Linked DNA regions of Mus musculus: regions 1 and 2 are each linked to region 3. The links are chromatin contacts, called in public Hi-C and targeted proximity ligation maps. All regions are on one chromosome and are shown on one strand. The core of a region is the stretch at or near the end of the contact, and the rest is flanking DNA. Distances in the headings are between cores, read along the strand shown.

Region 1 (2,999 bases), core at 191-2,690, 330 kb before region 3:
AGAGGATTTTTTTTAAAAAAGAGGCTCTTAAGTTCTAAGATGTGTTTTAGAACTAGTATTTTCCAGAGATAATTCCCCATTGTTGACTAGTCCCAGCATCAGAGCAGTTATGATTGCCATTCGCTGTAGGAACTGCTGCTCTTGAGGAAAAACAGCCCTTCCCAGAAACCACAGAGTTCAGAAGTCACCCTGGGCTTTTCAGGGGGCGTTGCTGTTTGGGCTTTGCTGAGTCCTGTTATCCTTCACAATGGCCCACAAGTGTCCCTTTGGCCCAGACTGCCCAGACGGGATGGAGTATGGAAGAGTCCTCCTGCTCCCTTGGGAATAATGGTTGATCCTATTAACGCAGGACTTAGAAGCCTCATAGCTTACGTTGCCCTCTGGAGTTAGAGGGGATGTAACCACAGCAGATTGGGATGCTCAGTATGAGCCTAGTCTGATTGGTGAGAGACACAGCTGGGACATTTTAGGGCTAGAGCGATAAAGCGTGTTGTTTTGTATATCTGGAAAGTCCTTTCTGCAGAAACTTTCATTCTGGGGACAGCCAGCTGGCAACTCAGGGGCCGTTAGGTCAAGGCTATGTTCTCAGTTAATTTTCAAACCAAGAAAGTACTCACGTGGGCAGAAGAACACAGTCAGGGGAAATGGCCAAAAGAATCATTCAACCAAATGGTACAAGGAACCCAAGATTTAGTTTTGACCCAGAAAAACATATAGCTTTAGAAAACCAGTCGGGGAACAGTTGTATGCTTTGTGAACTAACTTATAACATTGTATCAACATTAAATGTCCCAAACTTACTAATTATTCCATAGTTACACGGCAGATACATATTGCAACAAAGGAGAACAGTGTTCTTCAAGGTCTGGTAAGACAAATGCTGGCCCTGCCTAATGCTATCACTGTTGTAGATCTGAGAAAAGAGTCTAGGGAGTTCCTCACCGAAATCCCATATTCTAGCAAATTTTATCTGAGTTTGAAAAGAAGTTCCATAATCTCTCTCTCTCCCTCTCTCCTTTTGGTAGTGACTAACCGTGCGTTATAGAAAGAGAATAAGAAGAAACCGTTCCCATGTAACTGGAACATGGTCGCATGTCAGTCACAAGCCCAAGCTTGCTAGTGGAGAAGGAAATAAGGACTGCAGTGCTCTAAGCCTGGTGAGTCACCCACATGCTGCTCCGCCCATTTCTGCCAGAACGAGGGTATATTGTTATGTCCAAGGAGACAAAGCCTGAGAAAAATTAATATGATGTCACACACACCAGGACTCTTCAGCATTTCCCCACTGACAATGGAGAGCAGAAGAAACTCCACTATTTCAATTCTTAGCCAACCTCCTCCTACCTAATAATGAAAAACATGAAAAAGTCAAAATGTACAGCCAGCTGCGTAGCTTAGAAGATGGCGAGGTACTCTTAAATACCTGGCATACACTGATGATCAGGTCAGCAAAATCACTCACGAACCTTAGAGAAACACCCCTAAGTGGCTGCAAGAGAATCTTAACCCCCTTTTTAGGTCTCTAGAGGGGGCAGTAGTACTGGAATTCAAAAATTTATAGCAGCTTTATTCAGAGTAGCTGAAATGGAGACTCGACCATTGGTGGTCTTCAGTTGGTGAAAAGGCATGTGAGCTGTGGTGTATTTATTTTGATAATGAAATATTACTCAGTGCTTAAAAAGAAATGATCTATGGAGCCACAAAATAACCGGGAGGAAACAGAAATCTGCAATACTGCATAAATTCTGCTCAGTGAAGGGAGCCAGTATGAGAACACTGCCTACTGCATGACTCCACAACCATAAGGCATGATGGGAAAGGCAAAATCAGGGAGACAAGAAAAAGGCCAGTGGTTGCAAGGGCAGGGGTGGGGGGAGGGTGAACCTGTATTCCACTGTAATGGTGGGCATGTGTCAGTACAAATGTGTTCACTCCTATAGAACATGCAATACCATCAGTGACCTTTAATGGAAACTCTGGAGTCTGAGTGATAGTAATATGTATGGGGGGAAAGATTATATGTGTTACTGCTGTGACTTCTGACCATTTGGCTGAACCTCAAACTGCCCTAATAAAACACAACTTTAAGCACAGGTCTCTCTTATCCATGGTTTTCTGGTTGTTATTTTCTTCACTTGATAAATACTTGGTCTTAGAAATGATTTGATGATTCTATCTAATATCTAAGTGATATTATTCTATTTATTCTATCTATCTAAATGATTCTATGGTCTGATAGAAAGTTTTAAGAGTGGAGATCATAGACTAAATCTACTTTATGTAGAATATTCAGACAGTTATCTGGAAGCTAAAGATGGGGACCTTCAAATAGCTACCCAGCATCTGAGGTGGGGGCAAAGTCCTTGTTCACAGAATGTTTGAGACGTTTGGTTCAAGGGAAGATAAAAAATTGAGTATCTGGGGCATGTTAATGGCATGATGGAGGCTTAGGGAGGAACTGAGGCACGCAGATGCAAGCCACTGAGCATCAGTTGGTAGGAAAAAGAAACAAAAGCAAACCCTTTGAAACAATTTATCAGAAAGTATCATCATGTAATTATTTGCTTTCTGATATTTGAGCTTCTGAGGAATGGAGGTGTTTTAGACTTCATTAGCTGGAATGCTCTTGGGCCTGGGAAGAGCAGTTGGCATGTTTGTACCCCCTTTTCTCTGCTCCTTGGAGCTCCTGGAGATGATCCAAGCGCCAGTGCTGTAACTAAAAGGCTCTCCAGCCCTGCAGTGTACTACAAGAGATGAGCCCAGGTCACAGTAGACAATGAAGGATGCAAACCTTGGACAGTAGATTTATTTCCCACGAGGAATCTTAAATGCGGCAGAGACAGAGACAGTTCAAAGCTGGCTATGGGAAGAGTGAGTGTGGCCAGGATCATGACGACCCAGTGGCTTGGCCTCTGAATAAGTAGCAGATATACTTTAGGGTACTCGAGACAAGGACGATGTCAGCAACTTCATCTCCAGTTTAGGCAGTAATTGGAGTG
Region 2 (3,271 bases), core at 263-2,762, 360 kb before region 3:
ATTTGTTGTAAGTAAATGCTGTTACAGAAGGTGAGATCAGAGCCGCCTCTTTTGGCTCTGGTGTGTGATTGATAGTGCTAAGATTCCTAGAGGAAATTTAGGACAGACAAATAGAAAAGCAGCCAAGGCTCTTGAAGGGTTAATGATTTAAAAGCCTCAGGCAAGCTGAGAAGCAGACAGGAAAGGGTCTGGCTCCTAATATCTTCAGGTAGTTAAGAGCCACAAAACTCCTGATATGAGGTTGGGTTTACCAACCGCTGTTTGCATTTACAGTTCGAGACTTCAGGGGAAACAGATCTACAGATGGGATCCTCCACTGGAAAAGTTCCTTCTTCTGCCCTATAAAATCTCCTAGCCCCTTGCTTCTTTGTGCACAGTCCTCACTTCTGCCACCCTTTATTGTTTTGGTAGAGGCCACTCTCCTCTTTGATTTTCACACTGTCTTGATCAACCCTGACCTAACAGGGAGGCATCTTGGTCAGAGCATTCAGAGAACGGTCTAAGCTGCAAGGCATCGAGGAACCAACGGGTTCCAGAGGAAACGGAAGGTCCACAAAATGAGCTCAAGATGTCCCGAGTTACCTCCCTCTTTAGGCATCACTCAGAGACACCAACAAACTCACTGATGTGAGCAGAGAGTAACCAGTGTTCAAAGTCGGAGGGCCACATTTTATGAGGAAAAAGGGACAGAAAAGAGAACATATTACTTGGCACTCTTCATTTGGGGTTTTTGTCAACTTCTTAACTTGAAGAGACCAAGAGACAGGAAGTTAAACACAAAATAAGGTGTCATTTCCTGCCTTCTCACCAGCTAGAGGCAATGTTTAAATTTAGTACAGAGTAGAGAGAACAGTTCGTCAATAGACCCAGGAGGCCGCTGTTGGAAACCACTCTCCAGGTGAGTGAGGCAGAACCGGATGTGTACCCAGGAAGCAGAGACTCACCCCTAAGTCATACTGCCTCAGTTCTTATCCTCTGACAGGAAAACACCACCACAGAAGTGCTCTGTGAGATTTCATTGATGATAATTCAAGAAGTCAAATTTATCATAGATTTTTGAGGTGTGTGTGTGTGTGTAGACAAACCCCACTTGTGGGAGATGGGTAGCCCATACGTGGAGTTCCCACATAAGACATTATTGTTTAATGGTTTGAGTGTATAATAACAAGTTTGAGGGGTTAGGGTATAGTTTAATAATGCCACTCTTGCCTGCTATGTGCAGGGCTCTGGGTTCAACCTCCAGCACTACAAAACACACGCATATGTTTATATGAGTATATAAATACGTGGATCTATTCAAGAAAATGGATAAGCTAATGGCAAATTTCATCAATGAACTTGAGTCTATTAAAAAGCAAGCAGGTGGCGGGAAGGGTTTCAGAGAAGCAGAACAAGGACCACTGCAAAAGGAACAAAGACCACCGCAAAAGCAATAAGAACACCAGCAGAAACCATGATCAAAGCTAACTTTAATCAGCATCTGACAGCTAACCAGCACCTCCTAACCAGCAGCTAACCAGCAGCCTAAGAGTGCTTGTTCAGGGGAAGTGCTTGGTTCTTGCTAAGAGCAGTGATGTTTTTACTCAGCCTCTTCATCTTCACCTTTCCTACTAAGGCACATGTGGGGAGCAGGATGGGAGCAGACACTGAGTCAGAGCAGGTGGGCTACCTCCCAGACACTCCATTCCTGGGAAATCGGCATTATCTGATCCATTTGGCAGCAAATCGAAGAGCTCCATTCACAGGGCTCGTCTTTATTTAACCTGAGATGATGTATTGATTCTGACAGTCACACAGCAGCTTGACATATTTATAGTGTGGCTTTCCTGAGCTTTTCTTTTCATTTATTGGACACGTATTGACTGACTAGCTAGTGCAGCTGTCTATAAAACAGGTTTGCACGCCCCCCCCCACCCCCCGCGTTTCTTTTTGCCTCCCTTGTTTGAGTTCTGCCAGCTATAAACTGAAGGTTTTAAGCAAGGAAAGTGAAAAGAGAGACCTGATTCAGAGGCACCTTATCTTGTATCCAAGGCAGATACTGAAGGCCTTTGGTTTTCAGTATAGAGGGGTCTTCAGTCACTCCTAGTTTAAACCCCTGCAGAATTTCTCTGCACCTATGGGAATGAGGTAGGAATGGGGAGTCACTGTGAAACGGCACATATCTAAGCCAGTGAGGGTGGGAGTGTATGAAAAAGGATTTCTTCTTTTACTCTATTTAATGGTTGGGAGAGATAATTCAACACATTTATTAGATATTTTCATTAACTCAATCAGTTAGACATAGCAGTGGCCAAGTCAAGGATGCTTCTTTGTTGTGTGGACTGATAATACTATTCTTGTTGTATGACTCTGTCCTCCATTCCTGCTGTGGGGACTCATAGCTTCAAGTACACGCCCTCCATATAAGGTACTACATCCATTCCAGTAGTGACAAGTGCGACAGGCCCCGCAAACCTGGGCGCTGTCCCGAGGCGAAAAGTTCATGGAAACTTAGCCTCCTGGAATCGTGGCATCCTGTATAAAGAATGCTCCAATGTCCTTGCTTTAGTTGGCTAATGGATCTGTGTGCTCTTCCTTAATATTGCTTTATTACAAGTGCTCCTAAGGATTGATATTTTGACATATAGCTAAGTTAGATTCTAGGCAGTCCTTGATCCAACCTTGGGCATGGATAGCTAAGTCACTGCCCTACACTGAAATTTACCATTATCTAGGAAGAAGGAAGTTTGTGACCTAAAGAGGAACCAGAGTAGATACTTAGAACTATAGGTAGCTGAGTTACACCCATACACAAATATTTACAATGGCCTAGGGGGAAGGTGGACTATACTTAGGAACTTTGGCAAGGGCACGAAGCCCTCGCCCCTGGCTTCTAAGATTAAGTGGACCTTAGGTGGAGCTGTTTTTTATTCCAATTGTTAACATTGAATTTTATCCCAGTTCGTTCCTGCCAGTCCTTCCGTGTTTGCATTCCTCTGTTTTGTGTAAGAATCCACTAACTTCTTAGTACCTTGCGGGTGTGTCATCCAACTTCCCTATTTCCTTCTGTATAAAAAGTTTGATGCTCGATTTGACAAATTACATTCAGATCCACACACCCTTGTGTCGAGTCTGTCTTTCAATTCCCACCGAACTCCTTGTCCACCTGCAGTCAGAGGCCTGTTCCACGCAGACAGGGACCAAAGAGGGTCTGCGGCACTTGAGGGTCCATTTTCATGGGACTCCAGGTTGACAGTGTCCTACAGCCAGTGTTGTAACTTAGAGTCCCTGA
Region 3 (3,076 bases), core at 57-2,556:
CCAAGAGTGGTATAGCTGGGTCTTTAGGTAGACCTATTTCCAATTTTCCGAGGAACCTCCAGTAGCATATTACTTTTTAAAAAAATGTAAAAGATGTGTGTGCGTGTATGTTCCCACAGAAGCCAGAAGAGGATGTTGGATCATCTGGAGCTGGGGTTACAGGTGGTTGTGGTTGCTAAAAACAAGTGTACTTCATTGCTAAGCCATCTCTCCAGCCCCTGGTATCACTCTTCGACAGGACTCTTGAACTTGCTCTTGGTCTAGGGATGCAACACACCCCATTTGTCTCACTGCTTCTCCCAGAGCTTGTCAGAGTCTTTTAGGGTCTTAATCAGGTCTGTTTTGCTTTCCACAAGTTTGTAGACTGTCTCTTGTTTCTTCACCAGGATCAGGACCAACCACAGTTTGCTTTTCAGAGATCCAAGTTTCAAATAGCCCAGCCAAAGATAACCTTGAATGTCACCTCCTGTTTTTACCTCCCAAGATCACAGCCACGCACTACCTTGCCAGGGCCAAAAACCAAAAATTAAAAAGATACAGACTTCAAGCATCAGAGAAGGAGGAAGAGGAGGAGGAGGACGGGGAGGAGGAGGAGGAGGAGGAGGGAGAGGAGGAGGAGGAGGAGGAGGAGGAGGAGGAGGAGACACCATCACCAGTTAGAGGCAGTCAGAACTTTGTACTTAGAAGGGACAAATAAACCTGATATATAAAAATAAAAATTTTAATTACAACACTTTTAAAATCCAAATGGAACAGAGCAATCTTATAATTTGTGGAGCAAGAGAGGTCAGGAACAATTGTCAAAGCCTTTATTTTATTTTATACTCCAAATTAACGTAGTGATCACGAAATGTATCAAAAATGCTAAAAGTACAGAAGTACAGTGGGTTACTTTTGTTTTTAACCTTATCCCCGAGATCTGAAGGGTTCTTTCTCCTGTACTTTCTTTCCTTTGCTTACTACATTACAAGATCTAACTAAACGCGCTACTTTACACTTCATGCATAAAGTAGCACAGGCGTGCAAAAGGAGGTCAGCAACCCGCCTCCTCCCCGGGTGGGCCGGTGAAGCGGGCCTGGTGCAGCCATCCGGAGGTCCCTGGGTAAAGGCCACTCTGGGACACGGCTGCTCGGAGAAGTGCGGGGGAAGCCTCCTTCCTCCACGCCTAGTGAACCAAAACTCCACCAAAAGCCACCGAGCTCGAAGAGCCGGCCCAACCCAGCGGTGCTGCGGCCCTCCCTGACCCGGAAGTGCTCGGCGGCCTCGGCGAGAACGCGCCTGAGCCAGCGCGCGCGCGCGCCCCCGCGGAACTCCCGCCGGCGGCTGGGCTCTGCCGGAGGCGCGCCCGATCGCGGCGGCCGCCAACATGGCCGAGTCGAACGAGGAGGTGGCGGTGCTGGTGCAGAGGGTGGTGAAGGACATCACCAACGCCTTCCGAAGGAACCCGCACATGTGAGTGGCGCGCCCTGCGCCGCCGGGGTCGTCGGGGGCGGCTCGGGGCCGCGCTCTAGTCCACTCGCCGGGGCCGCTCGGGGCCCACGCGCGCTTCCGACAGGCGGAGCGCGGCTGGGACTGTCGCGCCGAGCCGGCTGGCCGTTACCAAGACGCGTGGCGGGGCAGTGCCGGGGAGCGACCTCCGAGAGCCACGTCGGAGCGTGGAGTTTTCTGCCCTGCGCGACGCGTCCCGGGAGTTGTGGCAACTCTTCTCCCCGCCGCCCTCCGCCGGGATGCGCTTGCCCCGCGGGCCACTACCGTGGGTCTCTGTGTCTTGGAGGCGACTCTCGGTTGCATCCAGTGCGTGGCTATAGAGGATTATCCACCCCATCATACTCCCTACAGCCCCCTTTCGGGTTAACTAAAGGTGATTGGAAGCTGCCTTTGACTTTTCGACTCGCTTGTCACAAAATTGCAAAGCGAGTCGGATGTAACAATTTTTGAAGGTGACCTGAGTGGATCTTATAAAGCTGTTGCAAACTGGATACTTTTTTTTTATTAGTAGCGCGTCCGAAGTTACAGACGAGCATCTTAAGGCATTCTTACCTAGCATTGTTGCCTTCTAAAAGTTCACTCCTGAACTGATACATATATTATCTCTTTCTCCTCCCTTTCCATTTTATTTGTTACTCTCTAGGAAGATACTCTTAAGATTGTATTTTTCTTTTCCTGATACTCTCCCTTTAACGAATGGAAAGGAAGCTACTAAAGAGTTACCTACATCAGTATACAAAAGAATAAGAAGCCAGAATGTAGCCCATTCCTGGGGAAACAAACATGAAGTCCGGTTTTGTATTATTTTCTCATTGGTTATACAATTTATTTTTAATATTTTAATTTTTTTTACTAAAACACATGAATTATTTTTACGCATTCTAGCCTCCTTAGCTTTTCCACTAAATGAAAGGCCAAACACTTTAATCAAGTGTTCTTTTCCTCCAAGATGATCTCAGAAAAGAATTTAGAAGTCCTCAGATGGCCTGCTTTCTTCTCTCAATTAAGGACTTAAAACTGTACTTCCTTCAAGACAAAAGACTACTGGCCTCTAAACATACCTGCCAGCCCCGACAGCCCCTAAGTCGTCCTCCTTTCCTCTTTTGACTGCTGACTTTTTTCCCCAATGAGTGTTTGGAGTGATTTCCTGGCAGTAGCCATAGTGGCTGCTGGGCCTTTTAAGGAATGCTTTGATGTCTTGTGTGTCTGTCTTTGAGGCCCTTTTTGAGAATTCCAGCTGCAGAGCAAGTAAAAGACACATCCTTTGGGGGGGGGGGGGAAGCTGGGCAAGTGAGAAGGTTCATTTTTTAATCACTGGTGTCATTTTCTAAAACATTGTAACAAAGGTTAGACATTTAATATCGTGATCACTCCAGTTTCTCATCTTTGAGGTGGACAAAAAATACTATATTTGGCGAAATTATGATTAGTTAGTTCTGGAGGTTGACCCAGTGGAATGTGGATCAGGTCTCTGTTTTTCTGGATCATCAAAAACTCCTAAAGGGCTTCAACTCCTCTCTCTTCATCATAATTTTATTCTGCGGTCTCACTAATATATACTCTGTCAACATAGAATTTATGGCTATTT

Evidence for each region. A called contact is a pair of places that touch in the nucleus more often than the background predicts.
Region 1: a contact with region 3 is called in a Hi-C map of the G1E-ER4 cell line, with 4 times the contacts expected there. A contact is called at or near these places in 3 of 484 Hi-C or Micro-C datasets (the G1E-ER4 cell line, cerebellum and gonadal supporting cells) and 3 of 130 datasets of targeted methods (embryonic stem cells and forebrain).
Region 2: a contact with region 3 is called in a targeted proximity ligation map of memory CD8 T cells, with 6 read pairs. A contact is called at or near these places in 1 of 484 Hi-C or Micro-C datasets (CD4 T cells), 3 of 130 datasets of targeted methods (double positive thymocytes, extraembryonic endoderm stem cells and memory CD8 T cells) and 1 of 9 other capture datasets (liver).

What each region holds. Positions count from the first base shown.
Region 1 is chr19:23,353,776-23,356,774 of GRCm38.p6, forward strand. All of the region lies in intron 7 of Mamdc2 (MAM domain containing 2), which reads right to left. Among named protein-coding and RNA genes, the nearest start is that of Gm41821, 55 kb to the left of the region's middle.
Region 2 is chr19:23,322,424-23,325,694 of GRCm38.p6, forward strand. All of the region lies in intron 11 of Mamdc2 (MAM domain containing 2), which reads right to left. Among named protein-coding and RNA genes, the nearest start is that of Gm41821, 24 kb to the left of the region's middle.
Region 3 is chr19:23,686,094-23,689,169 of GRCm38.p6, forward strand. It overlaps Ptar1 (protein prenyltransferase alpha subunit repeat containing 1), which reads left to right and starts at 1,307. Exons shown (of 7, transcript NM_028208.1): 1 at 1,307-1,452. The coding sequence starts at 1,367.